Linked DNA regions of Mus musculus: region 1 is linked to region 2. Evidence: chromatin contacts called from public promoter capture Hi-C data. All regions are on one chromosome and are shown on one strand. Each heading gives the region's core, a stretch centred on a gene start, on an enhancer-like site or on the middle of the called end of the contact. The rest is flanking DNA. Distances are from core to core; before and after follow the strand shown. Region 1 overlaps Adam9 (a disintegrin and metallopeptidase domain 9 (meltrin gamma)). Region 2 overlaps Adam32 (a disintegrin and metallopeptidase domain 32).

Region 1 (3,462 bases), core at 943-3,442, 140 kb after region 2:
ACTACATCACCACCCAACTACATCACCACCCAACTACATCACCACCCAACTACATCACCACCCAACTACATCACCACCCAACTACACCACCACCCAACTACATGACCACCCAACTACATCACCACCCAACTACATCACCACCCAACTACATCACCACCCAACTACATCACCACCCAACTACATCACCACCCAACTACATCACCACCAACTACATCACCACCCAACTACATCACCACCCAACTACATCACCACCCAACTACATCACCACCCAACTACATCACCACCAACTACATGACCACCCAACTACATCACCACCCAACTACATCACCACCCAACTACATCACCACCCAACTACATCACCACCCAACTACATCACCACCCAACTACATCACCACCCAACTACATCACCACCCAACTACATCACCACCCCACCACACCACCCAACTACATCACCACCCAACTACATCACCACCCAACTACATCACCACCCAACTACATCACCACCCAACTACATCACCACCCAACTACATCACCACCCCACCACACCACCCAACTACATGACCACCCAACTACATCACCACCCCACCACACCACCCCATCTTTTAAATACAAATCCTAACTACTAAGTGCAGGAGAGCTACCCAGTAAAGCTCAGCCTCCTCCAGAGGCATCCTGTAAGGATATGGAAGGTGTCCAATGGGGCGAGCAACAGGGCATCTGAGAAGAACACACTTTATATAGGTTCGCTTTAAATTCTCAAAGTATCAAGAAGAAAATAAATTACCTGTACGTTGGGATGGTCAGAGAGTAGGGAGCCTTCCTTGTCGTAGGTGTAAACTACAAAATCATTAGGTAAAAGGTCTCTGGAAGAGGAATAAAACAAACCATTTAAATGTACCAAGTATCGACAGCCTAGGGCACAGCTCATAAGAAGTTATTCCCAGAAGAGAGGAGCAGAAATAAGTCTTAAAAAGCTTTTTATACGATCCTTTTTTTTTTTAAAGAAAGAGTTACTATAAAACTAAAAGCTAATCAACACACTCAAGCCTGAACCGCAGCCGACTGATGTAAAGATGCAACTTGCTTTCTTGGCACAAAATGTCCACTGGTAACAACAGTATTCTTAACTTTTTCTGCTATAAATCACGAGAAAATAACAAATCAGGCTGCTTGACACTGTCATATTTGTATAAGAAAAATAAGTATTTTCTATTCTTTCCTACCGAGTACTATGTAAATACGAAATACTCACTGCTTTAACCGACTTATGAAGACAAATGGCTGCTGTCAATTGCTAAAGGAAACGTTTCCCCCTCATGCCAAGGGAACAGTTGTGTAACCAGGGCCAAGCAAGGTTCTTCCACACTGTTCACAGTAGCTCGGAGGTGATCTCCAAGCTTGTGGAAATCCAGGGGTTCAGGGTGCACTGTGCTTGATAAAGTTCCAAAGAGTCAGAGGATACCCAAAACCAACTGTCTGTGCTGTTCAGAGATGGACAGACTGATAGCTTCCCCCAGGCCCACTGCTCACTCTGACTGACTTTAGCTACATGACCACTATAGTGAAACCCTTGGTGAAATTCTCTCTGGTCCCCTGAATACAGGAAGCCTTGTGGTAGCAAATCCCTTGTGGCCAAGAAAAGACCCTGGAATGCTTGAACCTCTGACTCCTGAGTTTTCTTTGCCCCTGTGTGCTGTGTCTCTGTGATGTCCTTTGGGAACAGTATTCAGAAGAGCTTATGGAATTGAGTCTTTCCAGAAGCTGACCCCATTGGGGCACTGGCAGCTATAACAGACACACAAACACACACACACACCACACTCTCACATATGCATACCCTTCATACACACTCACATACACACACACACCCTACCCCTTTACACACTCACATACACACACACATACCCTTCACACACACACTCTCATACACACATACATACACATCCTTCATATACACACACATACATACACATCCTTCACACACACACACATACACACCCTTCACACATACACACACACAGATGCACACGCGCACTCACTCCTACATACTTCACTCTCCCTAAAGGTGAACCTGAAAAGAATTAAGCTCCTGCACATTTCTACAGAAGTTGCAGCCTGCCGGCCCCAGCATAAACCCTCCTGGACTTCAGCTGCAGGCCTACCACTGTGCAGCAGGGTCAGCAAAAACTGAATCTGCTGATGCCAGAGCTCAGGCTCTGCTAAGCAACATCTAACTAGAAAAGAAATCAATATACTGTTGAGGGGAAAACATAATTAAAAGGGCAAAGTAAATGAACTTTCTTACGTGTTTCTTTCCAAGTGAATAATATGCTGTTTTCCTTGGGCCTGGATGACGTAAGAGATCTAAATGCACAGAGAAGGGGGAAAAAAGCAATAATAAAACACAACCTTGTAACTTACTCTTCAACCTATCATGCAAGGCAGGAAAGTTGATCCTAAATTAACACAACTTGGCACTGACTACAACTGTTTATACACTGTATTCTTACATAACAGATATTCTATCCATCTCTGGCCTTTAATATCTGATCATGGATACTGGCCTATATGTGTGTCTACTCTTTTTTAATTTGTTTTAGATCTAGTTATTTTATCTTGTGTGGGTTTCTGCAAACACCACAGCCAACAGAATGTCAGTCTTCAAGAGGCAAGAAGGCAGTCTGGTTCAACACGACTGAGGAGCAGGTCCTGGCTCAAACTTGCAGTTTGACACCTGGTAGTTTATTTCAGGCATATTTAAGGACAGCACGGTTTGGGGAAAGGTTTCCTGGTGATGATTAACTCAATCACACACACACACAATAAAGCTTAAGACATGACTACCTGGAAATTCTTTGTAAAGTAACATGTGACATCTTTCACGAAGATGGGTTCTATAGATAGGCTACATGTGTTATCTTAAGGGCCTATGGGAGGACCTGGTATGGTGTCTGTCATACACAGAGAAAGGTCACGAGGGAGGCCAGTAACCACCTGCACCCCCAGCCTATGTCTAACATTCCTGGTCTCCCCGCTGCTTATCTATGAGCACAGGGGTCTCTGTGCCTCCTACGCTAGTTTACAAATATGAGCACTTTGCCAGTCTGTATGCGTACCACACATGCATCAGGTGCCCTTGGAGTTCAGAAGAGGTCATGTTCAAGGGCTTGGTTCCAAGCACACTCTTGAGAGGTACAATGGGCCCACATGTACACAGCTACAACATGGTTAACAACAGAATCAACTTCCTCCAATAAGGAAACAGCACCCGATTTCCTTATAGTTAAACCATTTATGTTGTAATGTTTTAAACCAGCATATAAGGTATTTGCTATTAAAACTCAATTTTGAGTAAATATTCCCAAGCATTACCATGCTATACTTGAATATTCTATCAGGAATTAAGTAAAGGGTATTCTCATTGTCAGAGTGAAGTGGCAGCCAGAGTCCCAACTCAACTAC
Region 2 (3,846 bases), core at 1,008-3,507:
AGCATTTTCCAATTTCCAAGCTTATATTTCAGGTTTCAATTATCAATTTACAGTTCCTGAAAATCTCTAATAAAAAAAAGCCTTAAAACTTGAGAGAGAGAGAGAGAGAGAGAGAGAGAGAGGGAGGGAGAGAGGGAGAGAGAGAGAGAGAGAGAGCAAGCTCAACAGTTAACAGCAGTGTCTGCTCTTCACCTGGGCTTGATTCCCAGCACCCACATGGCAGGTCACAACTGTTGTAACATAGTCAAAAAAATTCTCATGACTTTTCACAAAATCAAAAACAATCACCCGAACATGCAGAGAGAACCACAAAAGACTTCAGATCATGAATGCAATCCCGAGTCAAATGCATAACACTAAAGGCATTTATTATATAAATTTCCTGATTTTTGAGTTTATAGTACATGGTGTATGGTTAAAAAAAAAAAAGGCACATGTAATCCAATGGAATATAGTTCAGAAGGAAACCCACCCAAGTCAGCTAGTTCTTTAAGAAAGCATACAGAGGGGGTGAGTAACAATGCCCTGGGACAGATACAGGAAGATGGCTGAATTATCCCAGCAGTGGCCATGGTGAGTTAGCCACACTCCCAAACCCATCATCCTTGCAAAATCATCCACTAAGAGTCTTCACAAAAGCTTCAAGCAATTTGGTGAAATGCTGATATAGTGCCCAAAGTCTTAGGGAGATGCAGACGGCCCCACTGCTTCTCCAGACACTTTATGTAGCAAGGTCCTAATGCTACTTTAATGTAACTTTGAAACATAAGTCCAATTTACTCGCTACTCATGGACTCCTCTTCCTTGGAACCGCACTGTTTCAAGCCTTTCCACCCTGTGCCTATGAGGAACACTGAAGCGAGGATAATTAAGACAATGTACAAACTTAAAAGCCACTTCTTTTCTTGGTTCTTAGATGCTCTTTCCATGGGCAGATCTAAAAATAAAAGGTATGTGAGCCATTAGAAGGCATAATTTACTTTCAAGATACAATAAATATATTTAAATGATTTCTTTTGGTCGTCCCCCCCCCCTTGTCAATTAAGTAACATGGAAAAGTTAAGTACAGTAGCACAGCATTTGAAACTTTATCTAAGATCGACCCCAAGACATGGAAACAATGTTTCAAAGGTTTCCAGACTATTCTACACCATTTCGTGACTACAATAAAACCCCCTTATAGCCCTGTGAGTGCTGGAAATCTAGTGATCTGAAGTGCAGGTTGCTTACAGTAAGACTGCCTGACTTTCACTCACTACAGGATTCTCAACAGAACCTCACTATGCTAATATAGTACCTCCTTTGTAGGCAACAGATTATTATCTTCCTACCTTAGGATTGTATTTCTATACATCAAATTGCATTACTGAGTTCCCACACAATTTGTAAATGTGATAAAAAGCAGATGCGGATCTCTCCCAAATGATAGAGATGTCAGAATGAGAGGGGGGAGGGGGAGGGGGAGGGAGGGAAAGAGAAAGTGAGAGAAAGAGAAAGAGAAAAAAAAAGAAAAAAGAAAAAAACGGATAGCCCAAGGCACCCTACTGGCCTCACACCCATGTAACAGAAACTATGAGCAGAGTTAATAATATTTGGTCCCATTATTTGAGGAAAAAAAATCTTTTGATTCCAAATATTATCAGTCTCTTTCCAGGTGGTAAAATGTGGCTTTCTTTGGATGAAAATAAGTGATCTTATAACTTTTTCTCAATAGCTATTTAAAGACAGAGATACTTGCCGTGCTTGCCAGACCACAGCGATGCTGACCTTTTTGTCGTAGGATATTGACAGTTGGGAGGTGAGTAGCCGGCATTGCAGTGGCAGACACCATGAGAATTGCACACCTAGGGTTAGTTTGAATGTTAGTGTAAATGATTTTCTTCTAATTATGAAATTATGTGCTAGGTTATAATATTTACTTTTTTATCTTAGCCAAGAATGACTGAATTCATTTTGATTTAAATAGAGAATTCCATAGAGGGAATATCTGGTTTCTTAGGCTAAAACTCACACATCAAAGGAAGACATGTTTAAAAACTGCGAAGAGAGACTTATATTTGTATGAAGAAACTGTAGTGAATTCAAATGTTTGCCCTTAAATTTAGAGAGCAGTTTCAGGCACATAGATCATCTCTAAACCTGGCAGTGTGTTGCAGGCAGTAGGCCAGATGTCAGCATCTGTCTTTTCCCTTGTCTAGGTTCTGTAGACTGTCGGCTGTTTCAGCCATCAGCCTTTACAAGGAAAGACCTGGACCTTCCCCAGGCTGATTGTGAATCATTTACTAGCAATTGGATGCTTTTCCTGTTACTCAGCTTAATGCCATCTTAACTGGATCTAAATCGAAACAAAAAAAAAAAAAAAAACCTCAGCAACTTCCATGAGAATAAATTTTCTAAATGCAAAGAAATTGAGATTTGGGGGCAGGGAGCCAAATGAAAATTATTGGCAATGAAAAAAAATCACAGTGAGAAGCACCATCAACAGACTAGTTCACACAGAAAGTCCTCACATCATCGTCCCGAGTTCATCACTCAGATAAACAATAATTCAAACATGATCCATCGTGGCCTTACTTTTGAGGACTCTGGTGTGAACATCAGGGGCTAGAAGGACCTGATGCTGTAATCTTTAGTTGAAAGCCCATTCAACTAAATTACAGCAGAGCATTAGCCATATATAGAGAGAAGTAGTGTGCAAAAGGACATTTAGAGCCACAGACAGGCATCACTACAAAGTCTCCTCCATGGGACTTTAGAGATGCACTGCTGGGAAGGATGCAGAAGAACCCTTAAAGCCAAAGCCAGGTGTGGAGGCACAAGCCTAGAACCCCAGCACTCACACGGCTAAGGCAGAAAAGACACTGGTTCTTAGGCAGGCTTGGGCTCCAAAGTAGGTACTTGTCTCAAAACGTGACAAGCAAATACTCTTTAATATCACATGACACAGGCTGGCTGATTAGATTTACTAATAAACAAACAAACAAACAAACAGATGACTATTCTCTGAGGTGAGGGTGGGACAGCACCTGCCCTGATGAGCACACAGGTTTGTAGAAAGGGAAGCGTGAAGATGGTGTAGTGAGATGTTAAATCTTGAGTGTGAGCTGCAGTCTCTCTCTCTCTCTCTCTCTCTCTCTCTCTCTCACACACACACACACACACACACAAACACACATCAGGAATTAGATGTGCATGTATGTCCTGAACATATGTTATATATCATATATATATATATATGATGTATATCCTAAATATATATATGATGTATATCCTGAATAAATATGTAATATATATCCTAAATATATATGATATATAATCTGTGACATATATCCTAAATATGTGATATATATCCTAACTATATGTATATTTATACATACATACATTTATACATCATATAAATACATTTACACATATGTCACAGATATCCTAAAAGGTGACCACAAGGCAAAATTAGAAGCAATGAAGGAAACAGTTCACCAGAAAGGCCTAGTGATTGTCAACATAAACATGCACAGGTTGTCAGCACTCCCAGTTTGATGAAAGAGAGATTATTGCCTATAAAGGAATAGGCTGGTGAGATGCAATGTTTTGGGGACATTTTGATACCCCACCCTTACCAACATGCAGATGAGAGAGAGAGAGAGAGAGAGAGAGAGGAGAGAGAAGATTTAAATTTCACTATAGGTCAAATTAACTTAGATGACACAAAAAACATCCCATCTGAGACTATGCCGGGGCCCAGCAAACACAGAAGTGGATGCTCACAGTCAGCTAATGGATGGATCATAGGGCTCCCAATGGAGGAGCTAGAGAAAGTAGCCAAGGAGCTAAAGGGATCTGCAACCC

Evidence for each region. Capture Hi-C pulls out chosen DNA fragments and counts their contacts.
Region 1: a promoter capture Hi-C map of pancreatic islet shows a contact between it and region 2. The contact joins two enhancer-like sites. A contact is called at or near these places in 1 of 484 Hi-C or Micro-C datasets (nephron progenitors) and 2 of 9 other capture datasets (liver and pancreatic islet).

What each region holds. Positions count from the first base shown.
Region 1 is chr8:25,002,474-25,005,935 of GRCm38.p6, forward strand. Adam9 (a disintegrin and metallopeptidase domain 9 (meltrin gamma)) reads right to left here. Exons shown (of 22, transcript NM_001270996.1): 3 at 2,306-2,364; 4 at 785-863. Among named protein-coding and RNA genes, the nearest start is that of Adam9, 13 kb to the right of the region's middle. Within about 2 kb of position 2,193, at least 10 of the 459 cell types and tissues checked have an H3K27ac peak or open chromatin away from gene starts, as enhancers often do. A contact at or near this core is called in pancreatic islet, where this site is marked.
Region 2 is chr8:24,862,609-24,866,454 of GRCm38.p6, forward strand. It overlaps Adam32 (a disintegrin and metallopeptidase domain 32), which reads right to left. Exons shown (of 22, transcript NM_153397.2): 18 at 1,739-1,844; 19 at 781-937. Among named protein-coding and RNA genes, the nearest start is that of Adam5, 40 kb to the left of the region's middle. Within about 2 kb of position 2,258, at least 15 of the 459 cell types and tissues checked have an H3K27ac peak or open chromatin away from gene starts, as enhancers often do. A contact at or near this core is called in pancreatic islet, where this site is marked.